Regions from separate parts of the Oryctolagus cuniculus genome. Here all the other regions are linked to region 2. Evidence: chromatin contacts called from public Micro-C data. All regions are on one chromosome and are shown on one strand. Each heading gives the region's core, a stretch centred on a gene start, on an enhancer-like site or on the middle of the called end of the contact. The rest is flanking DNA. Distances are from core to core; before and after follow the strand shown.

Region 1 (3,422 bases), core at 359-2,858, 200 kb after region 2:
TGGGCCCGGCACCCCATGGGAGACCAGGAAAAGCACCTGGCTCCTGCCTTCGGATCAGCGTGATGCGTTGGCTGCAGCGTGCCAGCCGTGGTGACCATTGGAGGGTGAACCAACGGCAAAGGAAGACCTTCCTCTCTGTCTCTCTCTCTCACTGTCCACTCTGCCTGTCAAAAAATAAAAATAAAATAAAATAAAATAAAATAAAATAAAAAGTAGTGCTGACGACAAAAATTCCCAGCAGGTTCCCTGATGACCTCAGCTGGAGCAGTTTCAGTGGAGACTGGGGGCCGAGGCTACACAGCTGAGGGCCAAACTGGAGATGGGAAAGTGCACACTCAGGGTGGGGACAAAAGTTTGAGAAGCAGAGGGAGGAGATGGGGGTGAAAGTGGGAAGAGTGGGCATGGGGCTGAGAGAAATTAAAGGGCTTCAGGTGGCCAATTAAAACCCCCCAAGAGGCTGGCGCTGTGGCTCACTAGGCTAATCCTCCGCCTAGCGGCACCAGCACACTGGGTTCTAGTCCGGTCGGGGCGCCAGATTCTGTCCCAGTTGCCCCTCTTCCAGGCCAGCTCTCTGCTGTGGCCAGGGAGTGCAGTGGAGGATGGCCCAAGTGCTTGGGCCCTGCACCCCATGGGAGACCAGGAGAAGTACCTGGCTCCTGCCTTCAGATCAGCGCAGCGCACCAGCCATAGCAGCCATCTTGGGGTGAACCAACGGAAAAGGAAAACCTTTCTCTCTCTCTCACTGTCCACTCTACCTATCAAAAACAAAAACAAAAACAAAAACCCAAGAGAGACTTTTCACTCCACGAGTTGGACAACAGCTTGTCAGACAATGAGAGGTAACAGAGATGTGGCCGAGCCCGCGCTCTCAGGCACTGCCTGTGACAAAGCCACCGTGGAAAGCAGCATGTAGGAAAAGCTAAGGATGCACCATCGGCCCAGAAACTCCACCCCGGGGTACACTCGGGCCCCGGAGAAACCCACTCACGGGCGTGAGAAGACAAGGGCAGCATGTTCATGGCTCCATCTATGCAAGAGCGACACACCACACAGCCTGAACGTCAGCCAGATAGAACAAATAAATCATGGTATGGAGACACCGAAGTACTGTAGGCAGCAAATACAAACATGCGCAAATTATATGCATGACTCTTAGGAACATAATGCTCAGAGAAAAGCAAGCAGCACAAAGCTAACTGTGGTAGGTACCACACATAAAGGTTTTAAACACATAAGCCTATGAATTGTTTTAATGTATAAAGAAATGCATGCACATGTACTTACTCTCAGGGTGGTGATTGCGTGCGGCAGGGGAGATCTGGGGTGTGCCACATCCGTGGCATACTGTGGCTCTGTCTAAAATCTGTGGGGGAGGTATCATTCCGCCCATTTTACAGGTGGGGAAATCGAAGCTCGAGAAAGGGAACTGGCTGGAAGTTCAGTTCCTCCTGATTTTGGCCCTGGAATCAGAGGCAGAATAAATGAAAGGAACAATGGCCAGGTGTCCCTTGGGGAAGCCGAGCCGAAGGTCGATCGATAGCACTGGACAAAATTCAGAGTCCGGAGCAGGGATCGAAGTTCACTCTGGCCACGCCCCCGTGCGTGGGCCCCGCCCCTCGGGCTCAGCCTCAGCGGGACTCATGAATATGCAAAACGAGGAAGATATTTAAAGGCGCCGGCGCCACGCGCAGATTCCTGCCCCGCGCCGCCAGCCCAGTGCCTGATTTCTGCTCTAGGCCTGATCCCCTTTTCGCCCGTGTCCATCACCGCGTGCAGCAACACCGCCAGAATGTCTGACAAACTGCCCTACAAAGTCGGTGAGTTCCTGGATTTGTGGTCAGCCGCAGTTACCCTGCGCCGGCCGGGACTTCTCCTGGGCGGCGGCTACGGGGCCAGCCCGGGGTTTGTTGTGGGTGGCGGCCTCAGGGCCGACCCAAGGTGCCCAGGACCCCTTGGAATCGCAGGCTCGGCGCATTTCTGGCCGCGCGAGGCCGCCTGGGGGTTGGAGTTATCGCGTCGCGGCGAGCTGGTCGTTTGAGGCGGCCGCGGACTACAAGTCCCGGCGTGCCCCGCGACGCCCCGTACCTCCGCGCGGGCTGCGGAGCCGCGAACTGGCGGCATGGTCGCCGGGAGGCGGCGGGGGCGGGGTGGGAAAACCACCTGGCAGTGGTCTGGGACTGCGGGCACCTGCTGGAATGCGCCGGTGCCGCGGATCGAGCCTGCTCGACCTGGCCGGTCCCTGGACAAGAGCCCACCCGTTTCCTGGCCTCCTGCAGGGAAGGCGAGGGCGCTGGAGCTCCGAAGTGCGTGTGGAGGGGAGGCCTGGCCAGCGAGCCGACCCTGGCAGGGGTCCACACACGGGGAACTTTAGGCTACTCAGTCTGTGCCGTTCCTCCACCCAGGCGACAGGGACAGGCATGCAGGGAGTCAAAGAAAGTTTCGAGTCGTTAGAAAAGTCCTTCCTGGATTGTAGTGACGGTTAACGTTTGCTGAGCGTTTAACTGTGGGACTGGCACTACCTTCTAGGCTTATTCTAGAGTAACTCAGTTTGTTCTCAGAGCTCTCTGGGGTGGGGACTAATCTGCTTTTACAATGAGGATTCTGGGACATGGGAGTAAAGTGCAAACAGTTAAAGCCGGAGGTGGTGGAGCAGGATTCGAACCCAAGCCATCCAGACCTCTTAGGTGTGCCCTTTTCACCTTAAGCACGGACTTGAGAAGTTTTTGCACCAAAATAAACTTATTTGCATTCAGTTTTCCAAGGACTTTTTGAAGTCTCCTTATAGGAGTATACACCCGGGAACAGCCCTACTGAGCTCTCAGCAAAATCCTGTTCGGCTAGCTAGCGGCTGCCCGGCCAAAGGCGTGAGATATTTATGGAGCACGTGCAGCGGGCCTGAAGAATGATCCTTATAGAGGCGGACAGGCGCCTGTGATGCAAAGGAAGAAACGCCCTGAACGGAAGTAACTTGGAAAGGTTCTGTTAAAATGCTGTTCACCCAGTGTGGGGGATGGAACTGAACCCAGAGAGGTCAAGTCAAGGTCACATTAGTGACAGAACTGGAAGGGGGACTTGTCTTCGTGTGGAGAGAGATGGGTGGGTAAGGGTGCGGGCAGTGGAGTGTGGCTGGAGGTGAGGCGAGAGAGCTTGGCTGAGTAGGGACAGAGGAAGGACGCCTTTGGGTGGAGGAGGGCTTGCCATGTGCCAGACCCCGTCTTGTGGTGGCATCTTTTTTTTTTTTTTTTTTTTTTGACAGGCAGAGTTAGACAGTGAGGGAGAGAGACAGAGAGAAAGGTCTTCCTTCCGTTGGTTCACCCCCCAAATGGCTGCTATGGCCAGCGCGCTGTGCTGATCTGAAGCCAGGAGCCAGGTGCTTCCTCCTGGTCTCTCCCACGCGGGTGCAGGGCCCAAGCACTTGGGCC
Region 2 (3,211 bases), core at 142-2,641:
CGCCCTCCCAAAGCGAAGTCTAATGGACGTTCAAGCAATGGACAGTTCCTGACGACGGCTGTGGCGAAAGGATGCTGGTTCTCGGTGTCGGAAGCGGCTTTCAACTCCAGCAGAGGCCTGAGCAGTTTGGGAAACCCGGGGTGGAAGATGACAGATTATGAAAGCAGGCAGACCTTGCTGAGCCGTCCAGAATGAGGCCCAAAGCAGTGCGAAGCCCAAATGTGCTGACACCTTGCAAATGGCCCGACATCGCTGGAGTCTCCAGGCCAACCCCCGTGGGAATGTTCCATGAATTAGGTCAGGGCTGGCATGGGCGTCCACAGACCTAGGAATCCCAGCCCCGTCTCACTACACATGTGTTACTTGGAGACACCACTTGAATCTCCTTTTATCACTTTCTCATCTTTAAAAAAGGGGACACTTCTTCCTAGAGCCTTATGTTGTGCCATTTTCCCGCTTTTTAAACCGTCTTCTCCAACAGGCTACAAAAACTTCTGTGTCTTCCTGCAGGAAATAACGCGGTTAAAACCTTTTGCCACATTACTATGCAGAACGTTTTACAAAATATTTATTTGGAAGAGTTGGAGAGGAAGAGACAAAGATTTTCCATCTGTTGGTTCAGTCCCCAGATGGGCACAATGGCCCACACTGGGCCAGGCTTTGGGTCTCCCACGTGGGTAGCAGGGGCCCAAGGACTTGGGCCATCTTTCACTGCTTTCCCAGGCCATAGCAGAGAGCTGGATTGGAAGCGGAGCAGCCAGGACATGAACAGGCACCCACCCATACGGGATGCTGGCGCTGCACGCCAGCGCCACCCCCAGAACACTTTTCAAATGTTATCTCCAGTAGCCTTAGCATAATGAGTATTGGCTTCCTTACTTTACAAATGCTGTTATTTCAAGACCCTGGAGCTTGCTGAAGGCAAGGCTGATGATTTAACTTCAAATTTTTCAATCCACGGGAGCCTGCGCCTAGTGGGAAAGGATCTGGTGCTCCTTGCAGGGGTGTCTGGAAGTTAACAGATCGGAGACTGACTTTCCAGCCAAGAAACCTAGCAGATGCCACCTGAGCATCAAGATAATATTACCGATAATGGGGCCAGCGCCGCGGCTCACTAGGCTAACCCTCCGCCTGCGCGTGCCGGCACGCCGGGTTCTAGTCCCGGTTGGGGTGCCGGATTCTGTCCCGGTTGCCCCTCTTCCAGGCCAGCTCTCTGCTGTGGCCAGGGAGTGCAGTGGAGGATGGCCCAAGCGCTTGGGCCCTGCACCCCATAGGAGACCAGGAGAAGCACTTGGCTCCTGGCATCGGATCAGCGCGGTGCGCCAGCCGTAGCGGCCATTTAAGGCGTGAACCAACGGAAGGCAGACTTTTCTAACTCTGCCTGTCAAAAAAAAAAATGACTGATAATGGGAAGAGCTAAGGGCACATCACCTCCTCATTGTTTTTCACAAAATTCAAGAGCCTTATAATGAGGAATGTAGTTAAACTCAATTTGAAGGATATTTTACAAGGCATCTGATCAGTGCTCAAAAATCTGAAGGTCAGGTGGGCGACTGACACAGCAGTTAAGATGTTGACCGAGATGCCTGAATCCCACATTGGAGTGCATTGGGTTTCAGCTCCAGCTCTAATGCCAATTCTGGCTTCCTGCTCATGTGTACACTGGGAGGCAGTATGTGATGGCTCAAGGAGTTGGGTCCCTGCCACCCACGTAGGGGAAGCTGGTAGAGTTCCTGGCTCCAGGCTTTGGCCTGGCCTAGCCCTGGCTGTTGCTGGCACTTGGAAAGTGAACAAGCAGATGGGAGATATTTCTCTGCTTTTCCAATAAATAAAATAATCTAAAGGCCATTAAAGACAAGGGATGAATGAGGAGCTGTCATAGACTGGAAGAAACCTTATAAGGAAAAAAGAAAAATATCATTTGGTGGAAAAACTGGTGAAATCTGAATAAGGACTGTAGTTCAGTGTAATTTTACCAGTGTTAATGTACCAGTTCTGATAACTGTACCACCACTATGTGGGATGTTACCATTGGAGAAAGCTGGGTGAAGCAGGAGTTCTGCAAAAATTATTGCAAAATAAAACTTTGTAGACTTGGATACCAAGGACTGATTATCAAATGCTGGAAACATCAGGAACTCGTTTAGCAAGGGAAGAAGTGCTGCAGTGACTGGACCCCAAAACATGCTGGAAGACAGGCCCAGGACGATCACTGCTACCGTGCACCTGCAGAACCAGACCCTACGAAAGATCACAATTCCAGAAGCAGAAAAGACAATATTGAAGTTATGTGCCTGGAGCCAAAATGAAGGTGTACAGGCACCTGGAGGTAGGACTAACAACCTTGACTGTCAGACTTACAAGTTAATGGAGTTTAGGGCCGGCGCCGCGGCTCACTAGGCTAATCCTCCGCCTAGCGGCGCCGGCACACCGGGTTCTAGTCCCGGTCGGGGCGCCGGATTCTGTCCTGGTTGCCCCTCTTCCAGGCCAGCCCTCTGCTGTGGCCAGGGAGTGCAGTGGAGGATGGCCCAGGTGCTTGGGCCCTGCACCCCATGGGAGACCAGGAAAAGCACCTGGCTCCTGGCTCCTGCCATCGGATCAGCGCGGTGCGCCGGCCGCAGCGCGCCAGCCGCGGCGGCCATTGGAGGGTGAACCAACGGCAAAGGAAGACCTTTCTCTCTGTCTCTCTCTCTCACTGTCCACTCTGCCTGTCAAAAATTAAAAAAAAAAAAAAAAAAAAAAAGTTAATGGAGTTTAGTCTGTGGTGACCTAAGAATTTAAGCAGAGGAGAGGCCTGAGATCTATTCCACAGATCATTCTGAAGCAGGAGAGAAGACGGGACTGGAGGGCATTCGGAAACGGAAACACTAAAGACAGGAGGCTGTTATGCTGAAAGAAGTCAGGGATGAAGGACATGGGGCAGCGGGGCAGCTCTGAGGCAGGGTTTTCACAACAGTTTGAGACAGCATTTGGAGACCAATTAGAAGGGGTGGCCGAATTAGTCACAGAAGACAGGACTGTGGTATCTGAGTAGCAGTGCAGCGAAACAATTAAGATGCGGGCTCTGAAGTCAAGACAATCCTAGATTCCAGTCTGTACACTTTCCATTTCAAAGCAGCAGACATTATTCAGTCGCTTTCAGCCTCTATTTTACCTGTACAATAGAGACAATCATTCCTCTCAGAGTGGCTAGAAAAGCTAAATAACAGGG
Region 3 (3,350 bases), core at 520-3,019, 180 kb before region 2:
CCCGCTGCAGAAGAGCTGGGGTTCCTGGCACCAAGATTCAGCACAGATTTACCAGAGCACCCACTGTGTGTCAGAGCCTGCAGTGCAGCTCCTCAGCACACACTGAGGTCAGGGTGGCTCAGGGGAGACGCTTCCTGCCCCAGGTCCTGCAGCAAGTCAGTGACAGGTCAGGAGCGACAGCAGCACTAGCCAGCCAGTGCCCGCCCCCTCTCCTGACCACTAGCCGAGCCTCTTGGATTTTCTTTCCCAGCCCTGCCAGCTTCCTGGTTCTCAGATTCCCAGCTCTGCTCCAGGGAGAATCATTCCCCTTTAATAACCACAGCAGCTGTGCCCAGAATAGCACTTGAGCCCTAAGCCACCTCTACCCCGGCCCATCTTGAGCAAAGCCCAGGGTGGGACGGGGCTCCGGTGGCACCTCCAGGCGCATCCTCTTGGGAAGTCAGAGGCTTCTGTTAGCCCTGCGAGTCGAGAGAAAGGTGGCGGAAAGCCTGCAATCACCAGCAGTTGCCAGGGTCCTGTCCTTCCTGCTGACAACCCTGGGAGTCAGCGAGGCGATGAAGGGCCAGTTCAGAGAGCCCTCACCCCACCCTCCACCCCCCACCCAACCAACATTAGCCCAGAGACACCCTGACGGCCAGTGGTCAGAGCAGCTGGGAAGCAGCTGGGACTCTATCATAGAGAGGGGACAGACGGGGTCAGGGCCACAAAAGGGGACCCTGTCCCCAGAGGTTTCCTGGACAAAGACCCAGGAGTGAGGCGAGCTGGGCGCCCTATAGGAGAAGCTCCCCAGCGGGAGGGTGGGCAGCAGGTAACTAACTGGTGCTGAGCACCCACCACCCACTGTGTCTGCCCGTGGATAACGCACCTGTCACTCTAACTGGACATGTGGTCTCGAGTAAGCCACCTCCCCTCAGTCTCCCCTCCCACGAAATGGGGTCTGAGACCCTTCCTTTGGTGGCTGGCACTGACGTCAGCCGAGCGCAGCACACCAGTCAGGGATTAGGAGGATGTTTAGTCCCTGAGGGGCGGAGCCTGGAGCGGGGACAGAGGGGATTCCGCCACCATCTGGTGCCGTCCCCAACCACCTGGAGTCCGAGCCCGCCCCGAGTCCCCGACAACCCCCCAGCCCAGCAGCGCCGTCCGACCCCCGGCAGGTAGCAAGAAGAAAAGTTGGGGGTCAGAGACCCGATGGCAGCCCTCAAGTTAGCCCAGGAAACTGCCGAGACCCCCTCCCCGGCTCGCTTGCCTGTCGGCGTCCCTCACCCAAGCTCCGGCCCTGACACAGCGCCCACCGGGTCACCGGAGGACAGGCGACCCAATCTGGGGGAAAGGGGCGGGGCTGGCCTTGGTGACGTCTCAATGTCATATGTAAATACGAAGACGTCACGGTCTACTGGGCGTGCGGCAGCCAATCGGGAGCCGGGAACGCTGCCCCCGCGGCCGCCGGCGGAGACAGACAAAGGCCGGGACGCGGGGGGCGCAGGGCGTGTCCCGGGGCGCCAGGAGCCCCCTGATCCTAATCGGTAGGGACTCACCTGGGCACCTGCGCGGTGCAGCGGGCGGGGCGGTGCTGAGGTAGTTGTGCGGCGGGGGCGTCCCAGGGCTCGACGGCGGCTCACAGGCCGGGCTGCATCGCGGGCGGCGGGCGGGGAGGCGGCGGCGGCGGCGGGCGCTCGGAGCTGCGGCGCTCGCCCACGGGGCTGGAAGCCTGTGCGGCCGCTGCGGCGCGGCTCACGGCACAAATTGGAACGTTCAAACAGCTGATTGTGACGTCACAAAGGGGCCGCCCGCCTCGCGTCACGGCCGGCGCCCCGGCGACCAATCCCAGGCTGCGGGTCCCCCCCCTCGGCCCGCCCCCGCCGCGGCTCGCCGGCTGCTGTGCAGCGGCTCGGGCGAGCATGCGAGCGGTGCTCGGAGCCCCGGGGGCCCGGGACAGGCCGCTTCCGGTAGCTAGGAACCCCCCCGCCCGTGAGGACGGCCCCCCTGCTTGCCCCGGGTGACCTTGATCTCGCACTGCTAACGCGGGTCGCCGCGCCTTCCCCCCCTCCCTCTGCGCTCGCGTCCTTGGCCTGCACCCTGTGTCCAAGTCCCCGGAGCTGCGCTCGTCCTGGACTCCACGCCGCGTCCGTGCCCCTCCACGCCCCACGCTGCCCCCACGCCCTGCTCGCCCCCTGCGTCCCTGGTTTCCCACTCCCTCTGCCTCAGCTGAGCAAGACGGGGAGGAGGGGCTGTCCCCTTTCTCCGCTCCTGCGGAGCTCCTGGGCAGGTAGTAGGACTTGGAGAGGAATTGTTGACTTAGCGCCCGGGCTGGGCTGGTGCGTTTGCACACGCTGTTTGATCCACGTTGCCTCTAGGGCTGGGTTGACGTATGGAGACGACGAGACTCACACATCTCACTGTTACTGTGTGAATTCACACGCCGTTATGCACTAGCGGTCATTACCACAGGCACACCACCAGCAGACCCCGACCACTTCCTGTGAACCAGACACTGTGGCGTGGTGCTTGAACTTCACAGCAACCCCGCAGAGTGGGTATTTTACACTTAAGGAAACAAACTCAGAGAGCATAAGTGACTTCCCGGAGTAAGTAGGCTATAGTCAACACCAGAGTCAGGACGTGAACCCCGGGGCCTGTGTAGCTGGTAAAGAGATGCCACTTCGAGTCCTGGCTGCTCCCCTTTCAGTCCAACTCCCTGCTATGGCCTGGGAAAAGTAGCGGAAGATGGCCCAACTGCTTGGGCCCTGGCTGCACTCATGGGAGACCAGGCTCTTGGCTTCAGCCTGGCCCAGGCCTGGCCATTGTGGCCATCTGGGGGGTAAACCAGAGGATGGAAGATCTCTGTTTCTCTCTCCCTCTCTGTGTAACTCTTTCAAATAAATAAATTCTTTAAATACACACACACACAAGATTCGAACCTATAGCTTCTGGCCCTGGCCGTCTTCAATCTCTCCATGCACCAGGTGATCTAAACCCCAGAATGTGTCAACCCCCCCCCCCCCACCACCACCAGAGATCTGAGTTCGAGGCCTAACTGTGTCCCCGATTGGCTGTGTGAAATCTGACAAGTCCCATTCCTCCCTGGGGCTGAGTTTCTGTCCCAGCTTCCTTCCAGAATGGACACTACGGTCTCCAAGCCCTCCACCCTCGGGATCCTGCCAGGGCCAGACGCCAGGCCCTACCTCTTCCAGTGGCCTGGGAGATGCCTGGGGAGAGACCACGCGTACAGACCCTCGGCTCCCCAGGGTCCCCTCTCAGTGGAGCAGAGCTGCTGGGGAAGGGTCAGGCCCAGGGGGAGCTACTCCAGAGGTCAGTGCTGTGGGGAGAAAAACCCCGGCCCCGCCTGGCGT

What was found. Hi-C and Micro-C count contacts between places; a contact is called where the count stands out from the background.
Region 1: a Micro-C map of ear pinna shows a contact between it and region 2, with 4 times the contacts expected there. The contact joins the promoter of AHCY here to the promoter of DYNLRB1 in region 2. A contact is called at or near these places in 2 of 6 Hi-C or Micro-C datasets (ear pinna and an unstated tissue).
Region 3: a contact with region 2 is called in a Micro-C map of ear pinna, with 4 times the contacts expected there. The contact joins the promoter of TP53INP2 here to the promoter of DYNLRB1 in region 2. A contact is called at or near these places in 2 of 6 Hi-C or Micro-C datasets (ear pinna and an unstated tissue).

The regions. Positions count from the first base shown.
Region 1 is chr11:23,776,217-23,779,638 of mOryCun1.1, forward strand. AHCY (adenosylhomocysteinase) reads left to right here and starts at 1,609. Exons shown (of 10, transcript XM_002710796.5): 1 at 1,609-1,817. The coding sequence starts at 1,790. It overlaps LOC103348190 (a long non-coding RNA gene), which reads right to left and starts at 1,462. Exons shown (of 3, transcript XR_007919648.2): 1 at 1,285-1,462.
Region 2 is chr11:23,578,811-23,582,021 of mOryCun1.1, forward strand. It overlaps DYNLRB1 (dynein light chain roadblock-type 1), which reads right to left and starts at 1,392. Exons shown (of 4, transcript XM_002710795.5): 1 at 1-1,392.
Region 3 is chr11:23,397,610-23,400,959 of mOryCun1.1, forward strand. TP53INP2 (tumor protein p53 inducible nuclear protein 2) reads right to left here and starts at 1,770. Exons shown (of 4, transcript XM_070051952.1): 1 at 1,536-1,770. It overlaps LOC138844315 (a long non-coding RNA gene), which reads left to right and starts at 1,378. Exons shown (of 2, transcript XR_011379942.1): 1 at 1,378-1,523.